Regions from separate parts of the Ovis aries genome. Here region 1 is linked to region 2. The links are chromatin contacts, called in public Hi-C maps. All regions are on one chromosome and are shown on one strand. The core of a region is the stretch at or near the end of the contact, and the rest is flanking DNA. Distances in the headings are between cores, read along the strand shown. Region 1 overlaps LPAR1 (lysophosphatidic acid receptor 1). Region 2 holds the start of LPAR1 (lysophosphatidic acid receptor 1).

Region 1 (4,068 bases), core at 384-2,883, 120 kb before region 2:
AGAAAAATCAGAGAGAATAACAGTCTTTCTCTTTGTTTTCCTTTCCTTCCTTCCTTCCTCTCTGTCTTTTAACATTTTAAATACTAAAGGAAACAATAAAGCAAGGAGCACTGGCACTGAAATTACAAATCTGGAGTTTGGGTGTGGGTTCCAGCAAATGTTGTATTATCTTCAGCAATTCACATAATCTCCTAAGCCTCAGTTTTATCATTTCTAAAACAGGCAAAATGTCAAATGCATAAAGTATAAACCTATTATGTCATGAAAATATTTAGATTACTATTTAGAGTACTTTAATTATATAAATCAAATGTTGTGAGTATAAGATTATTTTTTCATTTTAATATTGACTTCCCTTTCATTAACTGGTAAAAAGATATTAAATTTTAAAAGTGAATGGTTTGTTTCTTTATTCCTAACAAAAGTCAGAATACTTGAAAGTAAATTTTATTGTTACTGTCAGAAAAAAAAATAGTAATAGTTAACATTTATCAAGTGCTTTAATAATACTTATTAAGGTCAGGCATTGTGCTAAGAGGCGCCAGATCTTATTTTACTTCATTTTCTCATTTTTCATACAAAGTAAGTCCTATTATTAATCTCCATTTTACAGATGAGGAATCTAAAGTTTCAGGAAATTGAGCAGAAAGTGGTAACCTAGAATACAAAAGCAAGAGGTCTAATCCAGAGACCACAGTTAACCACTCCTTCGCATCAGATGCATTTTCTGGATTGACATGCCGAGAACAGGGACAACAAGATGTGGCCTGGCCAGGTCTTTGTTGCTGTAAGAATTGGGAGGTCTGGGTAGGAGAGCGTGCCCACCCTCACCACAGGGAGACGGCCACAGAGAGACACCCAAAGACACAAGCCAACACTGGCACTCCACTTGTGCGGCCTGTGGAGGAAAGAAGCTCCCTCAAACTGTGAAATGAAGAAGTCCCATAAGATCTCAAGCACAGCGACTGGTCCACAGCCAGAACAAAACCACATGAGGACCGCCCAGGCTACCTCTGGGACCGTAAAGGCTCGCAAGTAGCTCCAGAGACTGCTGCTGCTTGATGGAGACTAGGTAGAGAGCGGCTCTGGGCAAACAGGAAGGAAATGGGACAGCCAGAACCAAGAACCAGACAGAAACAGAACCAGAGAACAAGAGAAAGTGAGTAGCCAAAACAAAACAAAACAAAACTGAAGTAAATCCAGAAAGTAGGAATACAGCAGGGCTCTGGGCTTCCCTAGCAGCTCAGGCAGTAAGCCATCTATCTGCAACGCAGGGGACCGGGGTTCGATCCCTAGGTTGGGAAGATGTCCTGGAAAGGAAAGGGTAACCCATTTCGGTATTCTGGCCTGGAGAATTCCACGGAGAGAGGAGGCTGGCGGGCTACAGTCCGCAGGTTCACAAAGAGTTGGACACAACTGAGCGACTAACACACACTGGTTCCCAAACTGTGCCCAGAGGCACCTTAGGGTTCCAGTTGATTTAGAAGTACACAGCCAGGTAGACAGACATGCAGACAGACAGATATAGAACTACGCCAAATGTCACTGTTTCCCTCCCCTTTATAGACAGATAGATAGAGAGCCAGAAACCACGTGAACCACTAGCTTGAAGTAGTTCACAGTTTCAGCATTAGATGGCATTGTGTTCCTTCTGGGACATCGTCTCTGCAGTTTGTGTGCTATGTTAAAAATCAAGTATTGCCCAAAACTCAACGTGGAACAAGAAATGAGGATGGCAGCAGCCAGTACCAATCAGGTTCTAATAGCTGCACAGTGTCCAACAGAGCAATCACATCTCCCAGTCACTGCTGTTAAGAATTAACAAAAAATTATTTTCTTCCTTTCAGAGTATGTGTTTTTGCTTTGGTTTATGAAATGGCTACTCATTTATCAGGACCTACCTACTTATTAAGTTGATTAAACCGCTTAATAAATGTACTTCTTTCGGCCCAAACGCACTATGAAAAAATAACTGCGGCGAGAAGGGCACTGAGGGATTATGGGAGCATCTGCAATAGGGATTAGAGCTGTGCAGGGAAGACAGAAACGGGGGGGAGCTCAGAAGAAAGTTGTGTGTCAGTCTGCGGAGTCCTTCAGGATCCCTTGACAAGGAAAACCTGTCCCCCTGAATCCTGAAAGCATGATGGGTCTTGATCCTTCTGGGCTGCCCCTTCTTTTCATATCAGAATGAAGATTTACAACGTGAGGATTAATCCAGGGACTTTAGGTTTCAACACAGCAATATTCAATGAAAACACCATGTTATGTATATCTAACAAGTCCTTACATGCCTGGCATCTTATATAATAATCTTACTTAATTTTTTTTGAGGTTTTACTGTTTCTGCCCTGCCTCTCATCATACAAACAAGGAAATGAAAACTTGGAGCAACTGAGTAGGTTGCTTAAGAGAACTCAAAGGAAGGTCAGGATTAGAACCCAGGCAAGTACACCTCAGAGATAACACTTGTTATCCCCTGTGTTATACTGTTCAGCTGTCAGGCCTTTAGGTCTCTAAAGAAGTAAATCCGTTTTAGACCTTTACATAGGATAAAGTACTTCAAAGTAGTGCATATATTTAAATGGAGCTAAAGGCATTTCTTGGAGAAGGAAATGGCAACCCACTCCAGTATTCTTGCCTGGAGAATCCTGTAGACAGAGGAGCCTGGTGGGCTGCTGTCCATGGGGTCGCACAGAGTTGGACACGGCTGAAGCGACTTAGCAGTAGCAGCAGCAAAGGCATTTCTATTTTTGTTTATTCTTAGTTTCTAAATCCCAGGAAAAGCTTCCATCTCTTTTAGAGGTTTGTTAATATCCAACCTCACAAATAGAAACACTGTCAATGGTAAAAATATGACACTATTAAGAGAGGGGGAAAAAGTCACTCAATATTGGCATCAATGTAACAAAATAGTCTTATCCCCTTGTGTTAAAGAGCATAAATTGGTACAAACTTTCTAGAGAACATTAAATAGCAGTCTCAGTGAAGAAAGCAGAGATTCATATTAGATAATATTTATCTCAATGTTATTTGAAATAGCAGAAAAAGAAAAGAAAACCTAAATGCCCAGTGATTGTATCATTTAGATGTACTGAAATTTGTGAAGAAAACTCATTCTTTCAAAGATTATTTGTTGGCATGGTAACAAGCACACTACTTTTAAAAATCATACAACAAATTGTATTACCATATGATTCCAATTGTACAGTATTCGTCAGAACAAAGGACTGGAAAGAAACAGCATATTCATTTTAATATTTTGGTTCTCTGAACAGTTTAGAATTCTAAATTTTCTTAATTTTTATTACTTAAAAGTTCTTAATTCTGCCATTTTCCCCCCTTAATAAATGTATTACTATGGTAAACAAAATTATTATTAAAACAGGATTTAGTACTCAAGAGGGTGAAAAGTGAAAGTGTTAGTCACCTCCGACTCTTTGCAACCCTATGCACTGTAGCCTGCCAGGCTCCTCTGTCTATGGAATTCTCCAGGCATGAATATTGTGATGCATAGACATTCCCTTTTCCAGCGGATCTTCCTGACCCAAGGATTGAAACCCAGGTCTCCTGCATTGCAGGCAAATTCTGAGCCACCGGGGAAGCCCACTTAAGAGGGTAAATGCAGTCTAACAGATCACCTCACTCCTCGAACATCACCCATGATTCAACACTCAACTCAAAAAAATCATGTACATAGTTTTCCTGACTATACGACTGATGGGATTCTCTCTCTCCTCTACGTTGCCAAAAAGCTTTATTCAAACTTATTTCGGGGGTATTTTTGTCATCTCTGGCCTTTTATAATAATCATCTACGTACATGTGGCATCTTTCCTATCAGATTGCATGCTTTAGGATGGCTGGGCCATATTTGCTTTGTAACTCTATCTGTCTTAAGCCTTAAGCCCATTCTGCCTTGTAATTTAGTCATACTTGTAAATGAGTAAAGATTATACATTTTGGTATCTGTTATCCCAACACATAAGAGGCAATGGATGTCACTTGAACTGAATTGGTTCACACATGGATACAGTGTTCTTTATGGAATCCAAGGGAAAAGAACTAGAAA
Region 2 (4,290 bases), core at 1,022-3,521:
CTCTTTCTCTGGCTACTTGGCTTCTTTATTCTCAAATTAAACCATATCAAGAAAAACGCAGTCTTAATAATGGTGATCGTTATTCACAATTTTGCTTTGGGGACAAATATTCTCCAGTCTCCTTGAATTGGAGAATCAAGGGTAGAAACAACCGGATGACATATGTGTGTTAACACAATTTAGTTCCGTCCAAATAAGCATAATTCCAGTACACACCCTTTTTCCTTGGGGCTTTACTACTCTTTATCTGTCAAGGGAATAGTTTCTTAGGAGAAGGAACTTTGCAGGTTTCCCAGTGCAGTCTCTCTATAACCGGAACTGAAAGCTTTAAATCACAGACCTCCCGCTTCACGGTTATACGTAGGCTGGGCAAATGACACTTGAGCAAATAGGTGAAAAACTCGGACTGTTAAAGCCTGAAGGAATAGAGGATTTTGCTCTCCTAACTGCAGTTACTTGTTTCAAGATTCATGTTTGTAAATATGTGTTTATTCCAATAGAAAACAACGCGTTCACAGTGAAACTTTAACAAGCCAGCTCTCACTGGAAACCCACGTTTACAAAAACTCCATAGATTTCAACAAAAAGGAAAAGAAAGAGAAGTAGCAGCAGAGAGCAGGAATCTCAGGCCCCAGAGTGAAGGCAGCAGCAAGTCCTGGATACCGTCATTCTTACACATCGAAGTCCAAATGGCAGCAAAGAAAACCAGAATAAATGGTAAATCCATTCACGACAAACTCGTCCTACACACACACACACACACACACACACACACACACACACACACAAGTAGCCCGTCGATTTCAAAACCACCAACTCAAAGCCAGGTCCCTCCCTTGCTTTAGACTTCCCAGTTACTTGATAAACGTGTTTATTAGGCGGGTGAGCAGAAACTTAAGCTTTAAGTCCTCAGCCGGGAGAGACGGCTGAGTGGGGGTGAGAAGCAAGTGGTGCGGGAGCCCGGCGCTGCGGGGCGCGAGGACCCCCGGCGGCCCAAGGCCACCCGGACACGGCTTGGGGAGGTCGTAGAGCGCCCCCCGCCTGCCTTCTTGTGCCCCCACCCAGTCCCAGGTAAGCGGGGACCACCTACGTGTCACTTGGGCGGGTCCCGATCGCAGGCACAGCGCACAGCGTGGGCCCCGGAGCGCGCTGGGGACCGGAGGGCGGGGACCCCGGGCGGCTGCCGCAACTGCTCTCCCGGGGCTCGGTCAACTGGTTGGGGAGGCCGGCAGCGCCTCGCTCCTACAGGCTGGCCCGCGGGCATAGACACGCACCCACACCCGGCACAGGCGCGCGCGTATACACACACACACAAACACACGCACAAACACACGCACCCACAGCCACAAAGCGCGTCTGCTGCCGGGAAGCGCGATCCCGGGGCGCCCTTTGGCCGCGGAAGGGACCCGGCGGCCGCAGGCTCTGCGCTCAGAGGGTACCGTCTGCCCGCGCCGCGCCCGCGCCTTTACCTGCGCCCGCCGCCGCCTCGCGTCCGGCTCCCGCCGCCCCCAGGCTGGCCTCAGGCTGCGCGGTCAATCCCCGCAGCCCCCGCCCCGCGGCCCGCCGAGCCCGGCCCTCCGCCCGCCCCTCGGCCGTCGCCCGGAGCGGGGCCGCCCCCTGCGCCCACCCCGCCGGGGTCCCGAGCGCGGCCGGGAGGCCGGGAAGGGCTCAGCAGCGGGGGGGGGGACCCTGGCCGCCCGACACCCGGGCGGGCTCCGCAGGGGGACAGGGGCGTCGCGGCTCGGGGAGCGTCTGCCGCCGCTCCGCCCGGAGTGCTCCGGCTTTGGCGCGCTGGCAGGGGCGGCGGGGGAGGGGGCGCCGAGGGAGGGCCACGGGAGCCGCGCCGACGCCGGCCGCCTTCTTCCTCCGCCTCCTTCTTTTCTGCTGGCTCCACGTAGCACAAGTCAGCAAGTCCTGCACCTCCCGACTCCCTCCCCCTGGCTCATTCCCTTACCTGGCGCGACGCCCCCCGAGCCCCGACCCTCGGCGCTCCTCCTCCCCCATTTAGTTGGACTTCCAGCCCCGTCTGCAGGGCGGGGGCGGAAGGTAGCTCAAGCCTCCCATTCATCATCTTCCCAGCGCCCCCCACCCGGAGAGAACCCACCCGCGGCCCGAGACCCTCTGGCCTCCAACTCCAGCTCCCCACCCCGCACCCGCTCCCGCGCTCACCTCTGAGACCGGCAGCTTGCGGGACTCGGGTGGCCACCCCCACACGTTGCATTTTCATTTTGTCGCTCTTTTCTTCCCACTTGAAAAGCTCTGGAAGACATCGCCGGGCCCGCGGAAACCCTAACGTCTGGCCTCTCGCGTAGTTCGTGTCCAAACTTTCCAGCAGGCACAGCTCTCCCAGCGCAGCTTTTAACTCGAGGCTGCGAAGAACGCGGAGTCAACTTTGCTGCCCGAAAGGTGCACACGTTTCTATTTCTGAGTTTGCGACTGACTGGGTCTGCAGACTAAAGCAAGTGTGACTGTGCGCCCCTAGTTCTCCATGTCCATGATTATACATTTCTCTTCCGCTTTCCCAGTTTGCACTTGCACTTCGCCAAGAAGTGCAAACTATCAATTTTAGAAGAGTAATTAAGGGCGGGGAATACACACCTGAAGGTGTGGGCGGGAGCGGTGCGGGACTAAGGCCTGGAGATCCTTCTCCGGAAAGAGGCAGCCGGAGAGACTCGCCCAGGTTCTGAACACCTCCCAGTCCACGGAGGGGGCGGCCACAGGGAGGACGCGAGGGCTCTCCTGCCGCGCCACCTACCACCTACCACCCCTGGCTTTTAGGAGCGTTGGCAGTCTGCCTCTGGCTTCACTGCTAAAGGCGCTGCACAACAAAAGTAGCTGCTTACAAGTAAACACTGCACTCTGGCCTGAAATGGCACGTGGGGGCCACGCCAGCGGTATGGTAGGAACTTTGGCAGGACTGATCCAACTACCTGTAAGAAAGAAAGGCAGAACCGCGAGGGAGGGCTGCGTTGATGCCGGTCACTCGGTAACCTAAGGCTTTGCAGAAGAGAGAGGTCACTGGGAACCGCAGCGAGTGGGGAGGGGAAGATTTCTTGGTATACTTTCGAAGAGAACGTGACCATCTCCCGCAAGCGACTGCTGAGAACCTTGGGTGAGTTGGTCTCGTGGTTTTCACAGGATGCTCAAGGCTAAAAACCTGACTGCTCGTCAGTTACTATCTGAGGCTGTTTCCTTTTTCAAACAATGTATCAAATCCCCTTTGTTAAAAAATCAGCTTAAATGACTGCCTTCTCCCCTTTCCTGCTGCTGCTGCTAAGTCGCTTCACTCGTCCCCAATTCTGTGCGACCCCATAGATGGCAGCCCACCAGGCTCCCCCATCCCTGGGATTCTCCAGGCAAGAACACTGGAGTGGGTTGCCATTTCCTTCTCCATCTCCCCTTTCCTACCAATTTATAATTTCTTTTATAATAGATAATGTGAAAAATTAGAGATTTTAATACATGCACAGTGCTAGTATGTTCATTTACAGCATGCAGAAAGTATATAAAAACATCACACTGTGAACAATGAGAGCTGATGTTAAACTCTAATGCACCAGGACGAATAGGAAAATATCCACTATATAATCTAAGTATAATACAAAGTATATATTGGTAAGAAAAGAAAGAATATACTTGAAAAGGACTTTTGTTTTCAACTATAGCTCTATCAACTCAGAAAACTCACTTAGCTAATTTTTCTTTCTACTACACACTCAGTATTTACTGTTGGGCTTCTCAATACTAAGACTTCTATATGTAGTGAAAAGAATACTTTAAAATTTTGTTGAATTTTATTAAAAATATTTATATTAATTATAGCAGTTCAGTTAGTTGAGTCGCTCAGTCGTGTCTGACTCTTTGTGACCCCATGAATTGCAGCAGGCCAAGCCTCCCTGTCCATCACCAACTCCCAGAGTTCACCCAAACTCTTGTCCATAGAGTCTGTGATGCCATCCAGCCATCTCATCCTGTCGTCCCCTTCTCCTCCTGCGCCCAATCCCTCCCAGCATCAGAGTCTTTTCCAACAAGTCAACTCTTCACATGAGGTGGCCAAAGTATTGGAGTTTCAGCTTTAGCAGCAGTCCTTCCAATGAACATCCAGGACTGATCTCCTTTAGAATGGACTGGTTGGATCTCCTTGCAGTCCAAGGGACTCTCAAGAATCTTCTCCAACACCACAGTTCAAAAGCATCAATTCTTTGGCGCTCAGCTTTCTTCACAGTCCAACTTTCACATCCATACACGACCACTGGAAAAACCATAGCCTTGACTAGACGGACCTTTGTT

What was found. Hi-C and Micro-C count contacts between places; a contact is called where the count stands out from the background.
Region 1: a Hi-C map of hypothalamus shows a contact between it and region 2, with 2.5 times the contacts expected there. The contact joins the enhancer-like site here to the promoter of LPAR1 in region 2. A contact is called at or near these places in 3 of 16 Hi-C or Micro-C datasets (hypothalamus, skin fibroblasts and tail adipose tissue).

What each region holds. Positions count from the first base shown.
Region 1 is chr2:12,499,381-12,503,448 of ARS-UI_Ramb_v3.0, reverse strand. The region is part of intron 3 of LPAR1 (lysophosphatidic acid receptor 1); the gene reads right to left. Among named protein-coding and RNA genes, the nearest start is that of TRNAS-GGA, 82 kb to the right of the region's middle. Within about 2 kb of position 1,633, at least 8 of the 54 cell types and tissues checked have an H3K27ac peak or open chromatin away from gene starts, as enhancers often do. A contact at or near this core is called in hypothalamus, where this site is marked.
Region 2 is chr2:12,382,734-12,387,023 of ARS-UI_Ramb_v3.0, reverse strand. LPAR1 (lysophosphatidic acid receptor 1) reads right to left here and starts at 2,271. Exons shown (of 5, transcript NM_001009332.1): 1 at 2,170-2,271. It overlaps LOC114112928 (a long non-coding RNA gene), which reads left to right and starts at 904. Exons shown (of 3, transcript XR_009599117.1): 1 at 904-1,071; 2 at 2,258-2,406.